2 separate regions of the Sus scrofa genome follow, and region 2 is linked to region 1. Evidence: chromatin contacts called from public Hi-C data. All regions are on one chromosome and are shown on one strand. The core of a region is the stretch at or near the end of the contact, and the rest is flanking DNA. Distances in the headings are between cores, read along the strand shown. Region 1 overlaps LOC102161092 (a long non-coding RNA gene). Region 2 has its middle 47 kb from the start of C1GALT1.

Evidence for each region. A called contact is a pair of places that touch in the nucleus more often than the background predicts.
Region 2: a contact with region 1 is called in a Hi-C map of liver, with 5 times the contacts expected there. The contact joins two enhancer-like sites. A contact is called at or near these places in 4 of 47 Hi-C or Micro-C datasets (embryonic fibroblasts, liver and skeletal muscle).

The regions. Positions count from the first base shown.
Region 1 is chr9:77,446,246-77,451,414 of Sscrofa11.1, forward strand. The region is part of intron 3 of LOC102161092 (a long non-coding RNA gene); the gene reads right to left. Among named protein-coding and RNA genes, the nearest start is that of C1GALT1, 61 kb to the right of the region's middle. Within about 2 kb of position 2,231, at least 6 of the 83 cell types and tissues checked have an H3K27ac peak or open chromatin away from gene starts, as enhancers often do. A contact at or near this core is called in liver, where this site is marked.
Region 2 is chr9:77,553,484-77,558,591 of Sscrofa11.1, forward strand. No RefSeq gene overlaps it. Among named protein-coding and RNA genes, the nearest start is that of C1GALT1, 47 kb to the left of the region's middle. Within about 2 kb of position 1,433, at least 10 of the 83 cell types and tissues checked have an H3K27ac peak or open chromatin away from gene starts, as enhancers often do. A contact at or near this core is called in liver, where this site is marked.

The DNA of each region.
Region 1 (5,169 bases), core at 981-3,480:
AAAAAATTAAAAATGGTTAATGTTAATTTTAATCTGCAACTTGTTACTCAAGGAACAACACATCTTTTTTCTACTATTTTTTTGTTTTGGGAGTGGGGAGGCATATCTGACAATCTCCTTCAGCTTGCAACATTTCATATTGTCATAAGATTTCTCAGGTGACTATAAATCACACTGAATTCTCATCCCTTGGTACTTTTTGTCATTTATTTGGTCACTTAGCCAAGTTATGTTATTTATTTCATGTGCACAATCTTCTATAGCTTCATCTTATTAATTCGGGTTTGCTGAGGCCAAACCCAATTTCTTTCTTTATTTTTGATCTGAAATCAGGATATGGCAAGAAGAATAAGGCAGCCTAGCATATCACATGCTATCACTCCTTCTCCCAGGTAGAGAAGGACCAGATATCAGCTCCAAAAGGGCAGCCAATCCTTTGCTGGATGAGACCTTCAATTGGTGTGACTTGACTTGGACAAATGATCTGGACCAATCAGTTTCCATCCATTGTGAATTCACACTATAAAATACAGAGATTGTTTACAGGGGCGGGGGGGTCAGTATTGAAATGACAAAGCCATGTCAGCTCAGTAGCTGAGGCAGCCATTTGCAAGATGATGAGAAAGCAAAGGAGATGAACGTGGTATAGATGTGGAGAAGAAACTGAGATTAGTGAAAAGAAGCTGCGATTAGGAGCTCCTTTTGTTGCTCAGTGGTTAACGAATCTAACTAGGAACCGTGAGGTTGTAGGTTTGATCCCTGGCCTTACTCAGTGGGTTAAGGATCCGGCGTTGCCGTGAGCTGTGGTGTAGGTTGCAGACGCGGCTTAGATCTGGCATTGCTGTGGCTCTGGAGTAGGCCAGCAGCAACAGCTCTGATTAGACCCCTAGCCTGGGAACCTCCATATGCTGCGGTTGTGGCCCTGGAGAAAAAACAAACAAAAAGAAGCTGAGATTACCTCAGTTCTGAACAGCTTTCTAGTTTGTGTGAGACCCAGGTGCACAGGATTCTGTGAAATATCTCTAACACTAAATAAATCTTCCTTGCTAATAACTATGCTAGTGTGAGCGGGTATCTTTTTCTTGCAACTAAAAAAATAAAAATCATTAATTTTAATATCTTGGTTTCTGTTTTTTAAAAATGCAAAGAATTATTAACAAAGCTATTGTCGACTGAAAAAAAAAAAAAAAAGCACAACCTAAACGTTGAGAATTATGTTTTATTTGGCCAAAAAAAACTCAGGACTTCAGGCCAGAAGACAGCTTCTCAGATAGCTCTGAGGGCCTTCTCCAGACAAATAAGGGAGCAGCCAAGATATATAGGAGTTTTGCAACAAAAGCCAGGTATCCAGAACATAGAAAGTTTACCATTAAAAGAAACCAGATATCTCAAGTTAAGGAATTTAGCGCTTTTTTACATATGGGAAATGTAAGAGTCCTCGCTCAATGAAATCATTCCTTTGATATGCACCTTGACTATCTAGGAGTTGTTTCCTGTTTTTTTTCCATCCTGAATTCCCTCAGGATGCAGAGTTGGGGGTGGCTGCTGGCTTGATGTCTGTCACATCCTTTGTTTACCCATATGGCAGGCAATATTTTTCCACTACACTATACATAAAAATGAACATCTTTATCAATCAATACACAAATTAAAATGTCAGAGAATTATAGGGTTTTTTTAAAAAAATCATCTGGTATAATGTTGAGTCTTTACTAATCCTTGACTGTTTTTAATCTTCCACCACTAGAGTAAAAATTTCTTCTGGGAAAATTCAGTTTTGCAGTTTCAAGAGTCAAGGGTCACAGAGTTCCCATTGCAGCTCAGCAGGTTAAGAACACGACATAGTGTCTCTGAGGATGCCAGTTCAATCCCTGGCCTTGCTCAGTGGGTTAAGGATCCAGCGTTGCAGTGAGCTGCAGCATTGTTCACAGATGCAGCTCCAATCCGGCATTGCTCTATCTGTGGTGTAGGCTGGCAGCTGCAGCTCTGATTCAACCTCTAGTCTGGGAATTTCCATATGTCTCAGGTGTGGCCCTAGAAAGGAAAAAAGAGGGGGGAGCAAAAGATCTAAAAAGACACTTCAGTAAATAAGATAGCAAGTAAACATATGACAGACAGTAAACATGGAGTTCCTGCTGTGGTGCGATGGGATCGCTGGTGTCTCTGCAGGGCCAGGAGGCAGGTTAAGGTTATATCCCCAGCCCAGCACAGAGGGTTAAAAGGATCCTGCAACAGTGCAGTGGTGGCAAAGGTCACAACTGTGGCTCAGATCTGACCCTGGCCCCAGAACTCCATATTTCAAGGCAGCCAAAAAAAAAAAAAACGGAGTCAAAGGTCAGGCATGAATTTTCCATTGTAAGCTCTCCTATAAGAGCTCATGCCAACAACTAAGGAAACCTAATGCTTTCTCTGCTCCCCTTTGTCCTTTTTCATCTTTCTCCAGACCTTCGATGTGCTTCAACATTTGTTACTGTGAAATCATCTTACTTTCATACTATTTCTCCAATGGATCTTGATCTTTAAGGCTAGAGTTTATTCCTGTTTTTATATCAAGTGGATGAGATATACCATGGGTTTGGGGAATATGTATAATTTATATTTATACATATGAATATAAATAACATGTATGTATATGTATATTTATAGTTATAAGTATATTCAATCAGAATAAAATTATTTAGCACACTTAAATCCTAATTTTGAAAGAGTTATCAAAGAATTTCACAATAGTCTTTCCAAGTGAGTTCCTAAATACACAGGGACCATGGTTTTTAATTCCCTTCTACATTGCTTCCAAAAAGAAAAAAAAAAAAAAAAAGATTTAGAGTTGTGTAACCTTCAGCTGTCCAATAAATAAATGTAGCTGAATTGAATCATTTCAATTATGAAAAGAAAATTACATTTGTGCCAAGTTTCAAGATGAAAATATGTTAGAGCAAAGTTGGGAAATGACAGTAAAATTTTTTGAGTTGCAGAAGTCAGCAATTAAGAGCAATATTCCAAAATAAGCACTGCCCATCTCCTGTGAATAAGCAGTTTATTTTGGCAACTGCAGAAGCTTGCCTTGGGTGGATCCATAATGATCCCATGCCATTGCTGTTTTCCTCCAGACTAGTTAGAGATCTGTTTGTTAGCTAGCTAACTGATTGCTACAGCTAAAACAAATATGTTTCATATAATTCTCAAACATTTTTTCCACTTTAACAAAGTTTATGTTCATAAAAGAAAATTCTGACAACTATGACAAAGTTGGAAAATGATTCAGAGATCCATCATCCAAACAGATCCACTCTTTTTTTAATATGTAATACAAAGAATTTTATATAATACATCTTTTTTTCTCCTTAGTTTCATTGAAATGTAATCGACATACAGTACTGTACAAATTGAAACCAAACAGCATAATAATTTGACTTACATATATCGTGAAATAATTACAAGTTTGGTGAACATCCATCACCTCGTATCGACACAAACAAAAGAAAAATTAGAAGTTCCCTTCATGCCTCAGTGGTTAACAAACCCAGCTAGGATCCATGAGGATGCGTGTTCAATCCCTGACCTTGCTCATTGGGTTAAGGATCCGGTGTTGCCACGAGCTGTGGTGTAGATCACAGATGTGGCTCGGATCCCGAGTTGCTGTGGCTGTGGAGTAGGCCGGCAGCTGTAGCTCTGATTCGACCCCTAGCCTGGGAACTTCCATACGCTGCAGGTGCGGCCCTTAAAAAGAAAAAAAAAGAAATTAAAGCAAAAATTTCTATATTCCTTTTGAAGAGAATTCTTCATATTTAATCTCTTAACAACTTTCTTATATAACATACAGCAATGTTAATTATGTTTATCATGTCCGTACATTACCAGATACAGTCTTAACATATTCTTCTTGTTACTTTCTTCTCATAGAAAAAAAATATTTATTAATTGCTTTTTGTATAGAATAATAAGCTAACCTGCATGAAATGCTGAGTAATTTATGATCTAAATTATAATACACCACTTTTCCATGAATTCTTTCAGACTTTTGTGCTCCAGGTCTAAGTTGCCCTGTGGAGGAAACACTTGAGCACAAATCACAATGTGTCTGGCTATCTGTGTGTTGAGGAAAAGAGGGGCAAGCATTCGAAAACAGTGCTTCTCAAACTAGACTTGTTAGTGTGCAGGTCTTGTTAGTATGCAGAGTTGGCAATTTTAACAAGCTCCCAGGTGATACAGAAGCTGCTAATCCATGGACACACTTTTAGAAGCAAGATCCTAACATAACCTGGAACGTAAAAGAACTGAAGGGAGATGTGTTGCCTTCACACATCTATCCACCAACAAGCCACTGCCACATCCCTGACCAATTTCTGGGAAAACATGAGACTATTTCTCATACCTGGAAAGTTTTCCACAGGCTGAGGGTAGGGTAGGGATTTATTCATTTCAATGTGTGTGAAAATATTGAGCAACCATAGTGAGTCTCTCCTCTACATGGGAAGGCTTGCAGAGTTCACAAAGTATCTGCTCATCTCTTTTCCTTTGGTAGTAAAACCTATTATATCTGGGCACAGAGTCTCCTAGGAAAAGGCTACACTTGCCAGCCTCCCTTGCAGCTGAATGTGGCCACGTTACCAACTTCCAGCCAATGAGCTCTAAGCAGAAGCATGTGTGAAAGCCATGTTTTGAGGATAGGAATTAAATCAAATTAAATTAAGATATTTTATTTGTCCTAGTTAGGATAAACTGCAGGCCAGTTGCAGTCAATTAAAACTTTAAATGAAAGTGCATACTCCAAGAGTTCCCACTGTGACTTGGTGGGTTAAGAATCCAACTAGTATCCATGAGGATGCAAGTTCAGTTCCTGGCCTCACTCAGTAGGTTAAGGATCTGGCGTTGCTGTGAGCTGTGGTGTAGGTCTTAGACACGGCTCCGATCTGGCATTGCTGTGGCTGTGGTGTAGACCAGCAGCTGTAGTTCTAATTCAACCCTCAGGTACATTTGGTGCTAAATGCTCCAAACAAAAAACCCATATCCTAGAAGTGACTATTCTAAATGTTTCTGTCCTCGATATCTAGATCACACCAAATTCTTTGCTAATGTTCTCAGTCAATTTCAGAAGGGGGTTTTACAGGTCTACCAACTGGTATAATGAATGCCAGAGAGGAACTCTCATTGGTTAAGTTGAAGATA
Region 2 (5,108 bases), core at 183-2,682, 110 kb after region 1:
AAATGTGAGTGCATTTTTTAAATACTTGAAAACATTATTTTTAACCCCAAATTGATGTCATCTCCTCTGGCAAAAGTGGTGCATGAGATTTTGAATGGCACTCATTGTGGCAGAGGTAGCTTTTAGGAACAGAATCACAAGTATTTTTCTACTTTATTTGAAGCAGTGAAGCAGAGGATTCTCCTCTGGTTGCCATCGCCTGCTTCTCTGGGCACCATCATCTTGTGCTGTGACTTCCTCCTACCATCATGTTGGCTCTGAGGAAGGGATTTGTCTTCTCTCTTATTACCACAGCACAGACCAGACATTCCAGAATGTTCTAAAATAACAGAAGAAAAGGTCCAGAGAAGAATGTAGATATGCTCCCCAGATCCCTGGTGGGATCTTCTTGCCTTTTTCTAAGCTGTGTTTTCCTTGCCACCTGTTTCCAGAGGTAGCTGAACCACCCTCACTAGAAGCATCCCAGATACCACTGAATGTTTAAGAGTCTCAGCCAAATTGACATCAACCCCCAAGAAAAATGAGGAAGCTCTCCCTTCACCCCATTCTAAAGCTCTCTGCTCACTTCCTGCTGGAGAACTGGCCCCTCCACGGGAAACAGAGTGAAAACATTCACTACCTTCAGAGAAAATCCCACCTTTACCCTGAGGAGTGTGGTCTGGATTTGTAGCCCTGAAAGGAAAATCACCCAGTAATCTGACACTGTATTTCATGAAGTCTGTGTTGTTTGTTCTTTTTAGTTTGCTTTGGAGGGGTTTGGTTTGTTTTTTGGTCATGCCCATGATGTGGAAGTTCCCAGGCCTGGATTGAACCCTTGCCCCAGCAGAGACCCACGCCATTGCAGTGACAGTGCCAGATCCTTAACCCACTATGCCACAAGGGAACTCCATGTTCTTAAATCACACATTGGAGCAGCAACAGCCAAATCCAGGTGAGACTACACCAGGCTCAATCCTGTTCCTACTTCATCTTCCTGCATTAAGTGTTTCAAACACGTCTTAGGATCCCGTTTCAGCTACGGCCACTTAAATAGAATACAAATCAGCCTTGAAACTTAACAGAATGTTACTTTATAATGTCATCTTCCTTTTAAAACTAGCCAGTTTCAAACCAGTCTTCATCCTCTTTAAAATTTCAAAAGTGGAAGCAGAAAAAAAGGGTTGGGAAATAAATCACCTGTGTTATCTTAGTGATCCCTCACTAGTTCTGAGATCCTTAAGTAAAATAATACTTGGTGTTATTTTCCATCTGAAGGACTCATAAATTTACTAGGTTTGACCTTCTTTTCAGATTTTATTGTCTTTATATTCTCTTAAGCTAGTAAGTCTTCAAAAAATTTTACCAAATGGAAAACTGGTGTGCAGAGGTCAAGTGACTCAGAGCAAGTGAAGCAGAACTGAGTGGTGAAATTTAACCTGAGTCTGAAGTTTCATAACACACCAAGATCCAGTCTCCTTTATAATATACTGACTTAGAAGGTGGAAAGACGGTAACAACTGCTTGGTGCTGGTAAACTTTAAGATCACCAATGACCTCATTTATGGCTAATTGATTACCTCATAGTAATGTAAATTAGTGCTTTAATATGGAATCTTTGCTGTGTATTAAGCAGGGTAATTTAATTAGCCTCAGTAATTCAGTAGTCTTTACAAATCCTAAACTTGCAGAATATTTTCTAAATTTGCTCTTTAATAACACTAGATCACTGCATAGGATTATTTGAAACCTGCTTATCAGGATGTGCTTTAAAGGGTTCTTTTATTTTCCTTTCTGCATCTAAAATCTTGGATGTAGAATTACCCAAACTTCTTCTTATTACTGAAATTCAAATAAGTGAAGCAAGGGAAACAGATGGTATAAAAATGTGAGGCAGTGACTTTACCAAAAGTCCAGTTATTATCATCGGTGAGAGTATTATTTTTATTGTTTTTAACGAAGTTAAAGAAAGTAGATTCATTTACTTTGAACTGACACTTTTTTTCCAGACTCTACCTTGCATAATAGGGTGCTAGGATGTTAATGGTTTCCTCTCTAAAAGTTACTGTCTTTCTCACATCTAAGGATTGGAAATCATCCCCACCCCATGGTGTATCATGTTTACATTAGGAGCTGTCATCGTTACTTCCTCTTTCACCGCTCCACAGGTGCTTCTTCCTGAGGTTCAACCCAACCTGTTCTAAGTCAGCAAACATTTGACTTCTTTTATTAGCTTTAATATAAGTCAAAATCACACCCAGGAGGCTGGAGTGTGGTAAAATAGACATAAAATCTCCTAACACCCTCATAGTACACCAATCAATACACACCCTCTTTTATGTGAGAAAGAATGACAGAAATGATCTGACAAGGAACAGTCTGGCTTCTAGAGCCAAGGCACACTGACGTTTAAGAAAAACTGACGTAACAGAATGAATTTATTTAAAGCTAGAGGAGTCGTCAATACCAAACCTAGCCTAAACCCCCTGGATTGTGACCACAGCACACAGATATGTTTCAGCTATAATGTTTAACTAATGAAGTCACAGCTTGAGATCCTTTTAGTTGAACAAACACTTATGCATGACCTACTCTTTGCAGGCATCTTCGGGAGATATAATTCTTGCTCTCTGTGAATCTAAAATGTCATCTTTCTAATTTTCAACTAAATATGTAATTCTGTTTTTCCCCAATTCTATTTTCTTAAATCTCTTCATGTAAGACTGTATCCTAGAAGTCATTGAGTATGATATTCACAAAATTCCAGCTAGTAATTTTATCTTTTGCTCTCAATTCATCTCCCCACTGGAAGATAAAGACCGGGGTGGTGAAAGGGTGAGTTGGTGAATAGGAATAATTGCAGTCTACTCTCCTACCAAACTGAAATCACATCAGGCATGTGACCTTAACATATAAAATCAAAATTAGTATATTCACAATGTCTATGCCTCTCCAAATTTTTCACCTTTTCATTATTAGCTTTCTGACCCGTTTTTGGCAGATGAAATTGAGACTTAAAATGCGAAGTTCATAATGCAGTTTTAAAATCAGTAAATTTGTTTTCCAGTCATATTTTAGATTGCTAGATTGTCTGCCCATTGTTTCTCCAATTAAACCCAAGAACACATACATGTATGCCTACACACACAAACACATCCAATGTGGAGGCTCTGGTAGTCAGTCTATCCTCAGGGTTAATGGGACATTTTTAGGATCTGTTGCTGGCCTGAGATGAGCATGCAGGATTCACACCCACAGGGAAGCAAAGGGGATAGGTGTGTGCAGAGGGAGGTGCTGAACTCTAAAACAGACCTAAGAAGGGCCTGAGCCAGTGCCTCAAGGAAACTCTGGACCTGGGTTGGCCCTTCGGCCTTGTCCACCTGGCCCTTATACAGGTATCCTTCATTTTTCAAAAGTTGCTTTCCTCCACTTCACTTTTATGAAACAGCTATATTAGTTCCTATTTTTGCTCATCTGAAGAAATCCAAAGAGGGTTTTTACTTTTATGAAAGAAAGGTGAAAAGTGAAAATAGTATTCAGCATTGCTTTTGCAGTGATGCAACCTTTACAGTGACCACACGCACCTTGAGCAGAGGAGGGAGAGTGGCATCGCCAAGCTCCTTCCCTGGGAACTACACTCAGGACCTCAGCATCAGGCCACCATAGTTTTGAACTGTGTTGTTGAACATCTATGCTCTATCTTGATTTACTTTGTGCATCTGTTAGCAAGATGCGTCCTAAGGTAATTGCTTCTTTGCTTTATGCGCTTTCAGTTCATGAGAGTTTTCACAGAAGGCATTCCCATTATGGCTCAGCAGGTTAAGAACCCAACTCCTATCCATGAGGATGAGAGTTTGATCCCCAGCTTCACTCAGTGAGCTAAGGATCCTGCGTTGCTGTGAGCTGTGGTGTAGGTCACAGACACAGCTTGGATCTGGGATTGCTGTGGCTGTGGTATAAGCTGGCAGCTGCAGCTCTGATTTGAAGACCCCCTAGCCTGGGAACTTCCATCTGCCACAGGTGTGGCACTAAAAAGAAGAAAGTTTTCATAGGAACGGTCTCCTTTCAGGTAGCTGAGAAACCTGTATTTACCAGGTCACTGGATAAGGACTGCCCAGGGAGAAGGCATGATCTTGGACAAGGTACCTTTCTTAGCTGAGGGCTGAGAGCCAGCAGTTACAACATTCTTGGCAGCAGGAGAATAGGTGCCTCAAACTTGACAGGGAGACTGGGCTGCACCCCACGGTGTCCACCACAGAATCACGGTAAAAATGTGGCCAAGGAAGGTCATCTCTGGCTTCTGTCTTCAAGCCTTTGTTTTGTTTTGGCCTTTCGAGAGTGTCTAGACTTTCCCTCTCTTCACTCTGTTTTTTGTTTTCGATACTTTAAATTTTTCCCAATTTAAAGATGGGAAGTAAAGCTAAACCAATACTTGACTGAGAACTCCTTAAATTACTCTGGATAAGTATGCTTTGCTCCCAAGGGAACTTTTCTGAACCAATCTGGGCTTCTGAGAAAAGTCAAATTGCGTTTAGGAGGTGGGGACATTGGGGGCTGTCGTGCAGCATGATTGGTGTGATGGTGGAGACTGCCATGGCCCTGAAATCATCTTCAGTCATAACTACCTCTGAGCACAGGAGTGCTTAGCTGTCAGTGTTGCTCATATGGCCCTTGGAATGACCTGTCCCCTCTTTGTCATTGCTTTGTTTCTGATTGGAATTCCCAGGCCTGACTGCCTGATGCCTCAGGCACCTTGAAGTCAGGTCAGCCTACTGTTTTCCATGTTCAAGACCGGGCATACATGTGAGGCTGGCCTCATTCCTACCCTGGTTTTTGCCTAGTAAGGGAAATAAATTATACCTAATATAGCTTCAGTGGAAGACATGACAGTAGTAACATTGACCCAGGGATTGCCAAATAGCAGCTGATAACAAGATTGAAGGATGAATGTGTGCCAATGAGGTAAAAGGGTGCTAAACAGGGAAGTGGATGCGCAGCTGTAGAATGCAGAATTTCTAAAATAGTCTCGGCTCCCCAAACCTGCCAATCCTAATCCCCAGAACCTGTGAAGATGATGCAATATCAGTTCCATGATTTTCTTGTGAAAAAGCACAGTTTATTTCCTTACAGAG